Linked DNA regions of Oryctolagus cuniculus: region 1 is linked to region 2. A link is a contact called in public Micro-C data. All regions are on one chromosome and are shown on one strand. Each heading gives the region's core, a stretch centred on a gene start, on an enhancer-like site or on the middle of the called end of the contact. The rest is flanking DNA. Distances are from core to core; before and after follow the strand shown.

Region 1 (4,001 bases), core at 1,192-3,691, 220 kb before region 2:
TTTGTTTGCACTTGAAATGCAACTTCATGTATTATCTGTTTCTCAATGGCACGGAGGGAGCGGCTGCAACTCGGGAGTGACCACGCCTTCCTGACGTGCTGATGGTTGGCCGCTAATGCGTAAATGAGGGCAGCAGAGGCTCTCCTCCCTCTCTGTGAGCAAACTCCTTAGCCAAGGCCTGCAGAGGCCCCCAGAGAGGGGCAGCACACGTGGATGTGGCTCTTAATGGGTAGGGAAGCACCTCTGGGAAAATTCTGTAATCTCTTGGATCCCAGTCTCCTCATCTGGACAAAGGGCATGATGAAAGCGCAGACCTTACAGGGTCATGTGCAGAGGAAACAGTCGGCTACGCTCGCTGCCTGGCACACCAAGCACGCGGTCCACACTGACCACGCGGGTGAGGCTTTCCAAGCTCAGAGATAACCCAGCAGACGCTCTTCTTAGCATACACAGAATGGTATTTTCCTCTTTGCAGTTTGGTGGCAGCTATGACATTATTATGGTCTATGAAATTCAGTAAGTGTGGTGTTTCACTTCTAGGAGAACATTTCTGGAATGTTCTCTTGTTTTGCCGTGGAGAACAAGATTTAGGTGGTAATGGGGGCCAGCGCTGTGGCATAGTGGGTAAAGCAGCCACCACCTGCAGTGCCAGCCTCCCACACAGGCACTGGTTCGAGTCCCGGCTACTCCACTTCCAATCCTGCTCCCTGCTAATGTACCTGGGAAAGCACCAGAAGTGACCCAAATCCATGGTTCCCTGCGCCCAAGTGAGAGATATGGAAGAAGCTGGGCTCCTGGCCTCAGGCTGGCCTGGTTCTAGCCATAGCAACCATCTGGGAGGTGAGCCAGCAGATGGAAGATTCATTCATTCCCTCCTTCTCCTTCCTCCCTCCCCTCCTTACTCCAGCTTCCTGCTCACATAGATTCTGGAGGCAGGATAAACGGTACTGGGACCACGCCACACACGGGAGAAATCTGGGTTGAGTTCCTGACTGGGTATCACTGTGGGTATTTGGGGAGTGAACCAGTGGATGGGAGCTCCTTCTCTCTTCCCCTCTCTAACAAATAAAAATTTTTAAAAACATGGCACTGTCATGACCTCGTGTAGCCTGACCGCATGGAACGTAACTGTCCTCCAACTTCTGCTGATTACAGATCACGCGCAACCAGTGCATCCCTGCTGTTTGTTTTTGGTATTTGAGAGGCTGCTTATCACCCAGCCTGATTTGTGCACCGCTGCCTAAGAAAACACTTTTGCTGAGCTGGGAGTTTTAATCTGGATTCTCGCAACTTTCCAATGGCGTGCGATTTCCAGTCTGTCACAGAAAAACAGGAAGAGCCTGCTCATTTCTTCCAAAGCAACCGCAAGTCCAAAGTCCACTGCTGCCTTGGGGTTGGGGTCTCATCATTGCTGAAGCCCACTAAGTGTTTCCCTTCCTGACCGAGTTACTACCAAGGCTTCCTCTTGAGAAAGTGGCATATATGTTATGTTTGCTTTACTAGAACAACTTTTCCTTCTAAAACAGCTTTTACAACCAAGATGCTCTTTTTTAATACTGCACCAAGGCTATTAAAAAGAATGGAAACCAGAGATCATAAAAACATCCATGGCGAAATGCTCAATTCTGTGCTAGTTGTGAAATACAATCCATATACGTTAACCTATTCTTCAAGAACGAAGAGAGATAGAGGGAAATTTCAGTGTTTTTGTTATCACTTAATCCGAGTTCATGAATTCATTGCTGCTAGGAGCGACCTCTAAGTGATCACGTCCAGCGCCCCTGAACTGTCAGGTTCAAGTTCAGAGTGGCTCACGTGCAGACGCTCAGCTAGAGGACTGGAGCCACACGGATTTCCCACAATGCCTTTTTAAAGGATAGTTAATTATTTTACAGTTTTCCAGAAGCTAAGAAAGCTGAGATTTGTTGCTGCAAGAGCAGCATTTCTTAATAAGCAGGCCAAGAGGAGAATTGCAGGGCAGCTGGTGTGATATTTTAGGTGAAAAAATTTTCCATCTAAAGAAGCATCAAGTTCCCTGAGAAAAAAAAATGAAATTGTCTTCAAGGATCTGGGGAAATTTTTCAAGCGCCAGGGGCCCAATTTTTCTTTATTTTAATGTTCTCTTCTGGTCCCCAAACATGCTACTGAATTCTCTCTGCATCGCAAGAGACGGGACAGGAATCAATACTTAGTCCAAAAGCTTTGTTTTCCTCTCCAAGATAATTGCTTGCTGCTTCCCTCGATGAGGGGTGGAACCCAGAGAGGTCACCCTGTAGCCACAGAAGTTGTGTGGACGAGGGCTTGTCCACGCCGACTGGGTCAGAGCGTCCCAGGCAGCCTCTGGGGGAGAGCTCATAGGGAAGAAGACGGCCTCCTCCCAGACCAGATGGGTGAGAGAGGCCCCGTTGCCCAGTGAGAAAGATTCCAGTGCCACATCTTCTAGGTGTGACTCGCAGCTCCGCATTTTCTAGGCAAGAGACACAGGGCGGTGCCTTAACCTCTTCATGCTCCAGTTCTCGTCTTCAAACTAAGGAAGTTTCTGCCTAGGGGAATTGTTGAGCACTTTCAAACACATGAAGCAAATCATGGAACGCAGTGGGTATTTTCTCCGTAGGCGACTCTTCCACGGGATTTGGTGTGGCAACACGATGGGATCCTATTTACAAGTCAGAACTCTGAAATCCACCCGCAGTGTCCTGTTCCATCATGCACCTGTGATTGGCAGTCTGGATGAGGACTCTAGCCATGACAAGTGGTCTCAGCTGAGATACTGAAATTCTGCAGATGGACAAAGTACGCTGACACGAATGATTCAAGACGCACAAGCAGAGTTTTATTTATCGTTTCATGGGACAATTAATGGACATACATCTGAGATTCTGCAAACCAACCTGAAGCTGACACATTTAACCCTCCTTAGACTTGGGTAGCCAGACATCGACCTTGAAAGCCTGGGAAACGGTGGACTTTTGCCCCAAGCCTACACCTTGTAAAGTCTTTGCAGCAAAAACATTCTTACCAGTGGGTGGCGATCATGTGTCACGATGCAAAACACTGCATTCCCTTTGCAAGTTCAGACCTGGGCAGCAAGAGAGCCCAGAGTCGTCGGGAATGCTGAAGGCAGAGGTCGTGGTGAGCAAAATGTGCACGGACCTTGCACTGAAGCCGCACACGGTCTTCCAACAAAACACAGAGGCGTTAGGGACCCACAGGCTTCCAGACTTCCCTGTGCCGACGGCCTGCTGAATTCTTGCAAAGTGAAGAGCAATACTAAAATAAACGATCGCACTGGATAAAAAGGCCGTGGAGGCCACATTGCCGGTGTGAACTTGAGGGTAGCTGATTTAGAAGAGAAGGTCCTGGTATTTAAGGAGGCTGCCTGCATTCCCAGCTGGCTCCACCTACACTTGCAAAGTTGTGCACACCATCATGTGAGAGGGCAGCCTACTCCTTAGGAGACCGAAGTCTGAGGTTACAGCATCCTGAGATGGTCTGCTTGGCAGCTAGGAGGCACTCAGTTTTCATCTGAGAACTTCAATTCTATCCATCAAGTGGGGATCGAAACCCTTACAATGGTATCTGAGTCTTTCAGTGTCTATTAAGTGACAGGGACAACGTCGGGTACCCCAAAGATGTTGTCATCACCCCCACTGGAAGCTGGCATCTGCTGTGATCCAACCCAGGAGGTCTGGGCACGGGCTCTTGTCTCTCATCTGTGCTCGTGGGTGTCTGCTTCAGCAGGCCCTGCCATTTTGCCGTGTCCTGGTTGTATGTTCTGTAACACGGCGGTGACACCCCGACCCGATACCGTGGCTGGGAGGCTCATTGTGAGGCCAGCTGTCCTGCTTGGATCCTGGACTGGAAGGAGGGTAAGGGCTTCAGAAGCCCAGGTGGGGGACTTTCCTTCCAGGAAGGTGGTAGAGCAGAGGAAGGGGACGGGGAAGCCTGAGGCCAGGGAGTGCGGGACAAGCAAGGCAGGCCCAAGACAGCTGGCTGGGCAG
Region 2 (3,862 bases), core at 1,086-3,585:
CTCTGGAAAATACATTGTTTCATATCCTCACTCATCACCTGTGTCCTACCTTTCTCCAAAGCTCATCACTCCATCCTGAACGCAGCCAACCGGGGCCCCCTGTGGAGCCTCTGCTCTACACACCTGGGTGATCTCCAAGGCCAGCATGTGAAGCAGGTGCATAACAGGTTCCCGTGATGGGGGCGGGGGCAGGGCCCAGCTGTCCCTCTCACCCCTGCATACACAAACATTCACACACACACTCTCTCTCACCCCTGCGCTCTCGTGCTCTCTCTCTTACCCCTTCTTTCTCTCTCTCATTCCTTCTTTCTCTCACCCCTTCTTTCTCTCTCTTTGTCTCTCTCACCCCTGCGCTCTCACACTCTCTCTCACCCCTGCTCTCTCCCCCTCTCTGGGTGCAGGATCTAGGAGGTCTCCTATGTACCTGCTGATGGCTTCAGTCAAACCCAGCAGAGCCCAAATTTGAGACCACACCCTTCCAGAAAAGCAGTGCCCTGGCCTGCGCCTGACCCATGCTCAATTGTCAGTCCATCCAGGTTGGAGAGACCTCCCAGGGCAGTAGGCTATAGGAGCTTGGGGTGGCATAGGATGGCTGGCACTCTTTCCCAAGCCCACCTCCCAGGGTGGAACACACCGACTCCGCCCAGGGGAGGAATCTGTGAAGAATCAGGTTCTTCTGGCCCCATGCTGTGGGCGCTCCCCACCAGACACCCCACCACAGAAATTCTCACAACTGCTTTCTGCCCAACCACGACTGTTCTGTTCAAGTCCCCCCAATATGTGGCCTCTTCTCTCCAAATTAAAAAACAAAAAAAAGCATCAATGTTGGCTGGCGCCGCGGCTCACTAGGCTAATCCTCCGCCTAGCGGCGCCGGCACACTGGGTTCTAGTCCCGGTCGGGGCGCCGGATTCTGTCCCGGTTGCCCCTCTTCCAGGCCAGCTCTCTGCTGTGGCCAGGGAGTGCAGTGGAGGATGGCCCAGGTGCTTGGGCCCTGCACCCGCATGGGAGACCAGGAAAAGCACCTGGCTCCTGGCTCCTGCCATCGGATCAGCGCGGTGCGCCGGCCGCAGCGCGCTGGCCGCGGCGGCCATTGGAGGGTGAACCAACGGCAAAGGAAGACCTTTCTCTCTGTCTCTCTCTCTCACTGTCCACTCTGCCTGTCAAAAAAAAAAAAAAAAAAAAGCATCAATGCAAAAGCAGGCCTTCGACCAGATCCTCCCCACGGACTCCGCGTTCTGTCTGTTTCCCAAAAGTGGTAACCTCCTGGGAGACCAAGACCAGAGTTCAGACGCTGCCCAGAAGCCAGCCAGCCCATCTTTCTCCATCGTGAGCTCGTTCGACAGTTAGCTTCTCCAGGGCAGCACCTACTCCTCTACCCATCCCCCCTTAGGGAGCCTCTGACGTCAACCCTCACCACACGGCGAAACGTGCCACGTGGCACCTCCACACTCACTCCCTGCGGTCATCAACAAGAATCCTCAGCTCCATCTCCCTCAGTCTTTGAGGAGTAGGACCTGGCTTGATCCCTTAGTGCCTTAAAGGCCACAGCTGTCTCCAGAGCCAGTGCCCAAAGCCCTCTTGTGGCTAAACAGCAAATTCTCAATTGAATGAGTAGAGATGAGGATGTCTCATCAGGAAGGCGTCCACAGCCTGCCCGGAAAATTACAGACCTAAACAACTCTCGCCCCCCCCCCCCCCAAAGGCCCAGCAAACGCCTTTTGCCCAGTTAACGCTGTTTTCCAAAGAGAAAATGGCACCAGCAAGGCAAGGCGGAGAATGTGTCCCCGGGGGAAACAGGAGCAAATGTGTGCATGGACAGAAATAACCCCCATTTCACCACCAGGCAGGGGGCAAGCAGGACGTGCCAGGGCCTTGAGGAGTCATTCCAAAACCAGCCACGTGGCATTTCTCTGGAATGAGCTCACTAGCGCATTCTTGGTACTTTTCCCACATCCCCTGGGAGTCCTTTTTAACTTCTCAGGCTGTTGAAACTTGACAGAGTGTCTCCCCCTTCCTGTGGCCCAGGTCTGCCTCGGCCACACTCTAATCCTACTTGGCTGTGTACGCTGGAGGCTCGGCAGCGTCTGACACACCTGCCCGACTGTTTCACCGGCAAAGGCCCCAAGTTACTTGCAAGTCACAGAAGCTTACGGAACAAATGGCCACATCCAGTCGTTTGCAGGCGCTTCTCGGTGGGCGAAGCAATTGAAAATTACCAGAGCACTTCGCCTCTCCTTCTCCGCCATGAGTGCCTCACGGAAGTGGCTCGGGTTCTACTCTTGAGTACGCGAATTCAACTTTTCACGGGACTTTTTAGTCGTAGACATACAACAGAAGATTCTTAAAATGATGGGGATTCTGATCACGGTCAGGTTCGAACAATTTAAAATTTCTAAAATGCTTAAACCTTTATCAATGCTTTGGGTTTGGGATTGAGTGTGTGAGATTGTATGCAGAAAATAAAAACCACACGACCATTTTATAGCCTCCTCCCCATCCGTGATTAAAATCGGAATCTTGACGTGGATGATTTCTGTCTCCTCCTTGTAGGAGACCCTGCATTTCTAAAATAGCTTGACTTCATGCAAAGAAACTCTGTGATTCCAGGTTCTCATTTGACTCTTGTGTAGCTATTTATAGCACAGTAATTCATAGCCTGAATCACCTCTCCCTTAGCAGACAGCACATTGGAAAAAAATAGTTGTTAAAATTGGTTAGCGCTGGGAAAAATAGGCCAAGGAGATGTGGGTCTTCATTAGTCACTAAATTCTAAACTGGATCATAAACACTTCCCCACTAATGAGAAGTCTGTCTTTCCTTTTGTTTGCTGAAGAAGATTGAGAAGCATGGTTCCTAGAAAGTGAGGCACTGTCTGAAAGATGGCACAGTGCACCGGCCACACCTGCCATCCTCCAGGTCAAGGCAAGGCCTGCCACCCACGACCTAGAGGGGGACAGGGAGCTGGGAACCCCTCACTGCTGGGGTGGGGCAGCTGCCACACAACTGTGGGACTGACCCATTTTTGGTGCTGTGCCCAGGGACTATCATAGATGGAAAGCCCGTTGCAGAGACAGGAAGTCATTTAATCCTATTTTTTTTTTTTTGGCTAAAATTTCAAAGACACATCAGAGTAGAGAATACCATATGAGTTTCTCTGTATCCATCACTCATCCTCAACACTAAATTGAAGACTTGCCTTGGGACACTGCTTAATCCCCTCCCAGATGGTCTTCAAGATTATCCCAGGTACAATTCCTTTTTGCCTACAAAATTTTTAATGTGTCTACAGAAGAGTGAGGCTCTTTTTAACCTAGTACAATACTTGGCTGTATGAAAAATAGCAATGCTCTCTAAATACCATCAGATATCTAATCTCTGGATTTCTCTCACTTACATTGTTAATTTCTTTGTGAATTAGGATAGAAATGAGAACCAAACATGATGATGCATTGTTACTGCTTTTTAAAAAATTTTTTTTGAAAGAGTTACAGGATAGAGGGAGACACAGAGATTTTCCATCCACAGGCCAACTCCCCATTTGCCAAAATGGCTAGTGCTGGGTCAGGAAAAAGCCAGGAGCCAAGAGCCCCATCCAAGTTTCTCTTGTTGGTATCAGAGGCCCAAGGACTCAGGCCACCCTGTTGCTTTCCCAGGCCACCAGCAGGGATCTGGATCAGAAGTGGAGCAGTTAGGACAATAGCGGACACCCTCTTTATTGTGTTTAAATTTTAATTTTTAGAGCTTCCTGTCCATTTTTGTTTATTGCAGTTTTGCAACTGTTTGTTGGACACTGTACCTCTTCACAGTATAGGTTTTCCTGATTGCATCCCTAAGGTGCTCATTTAACTTGCTCACTTGTCT

Evidence for each region. Hi-C and Micro-C count contacts between places; a contact is called where the count stands out from the background.
Region 1: a contact with region 2 is called in a Micro-C map of ear pinna, with 7 times the contacts expected there. The contact joins two enhancer-like sites. A contact is called at or near these places in 3 of 6 Hi-C or Micro-C datasets (ear pinna, psoas muscle and an unstated tissue).

What each region holds. Positions count from the first base shown.
Region 1 is chr18:65,031,696-65,035,696 of mOryCun1.1, reverse strand. All of the region lies in intron 5 of CDH13 (cadherin 13), which reads right to left. Among named protein-coding and RNA genes, the nearest start is that of HSBP1, 600 kb to the left of the region's middle. Within about 2 kb of position 2,441, at least 2 of the 8 cell types and tissues checked have an H3K27ac peak or open chromatin away from gene starts, as enhancers often do. A contact at or near this core is called in ear pinna, where this site is marked.
Region 2 is chr18:64,812,809-64,816,670 of mOryCun1.1, reverse strand. The region is part of intron 3 of CDH13 (cadherin 13); the gene reads right to left. Among named protein-coding and RNA genes, the nearest start is that of MPHOSPH6, 650 kb to the right of the region's middle. Within about 2 kb of position 2,335, at least 4 of the 8 cell types and tissues checked have an H3K27ac peak or open chromatin away from gene starts, as enhancers often do. A contact at or near this core is called in ear pinna, where this site is marked.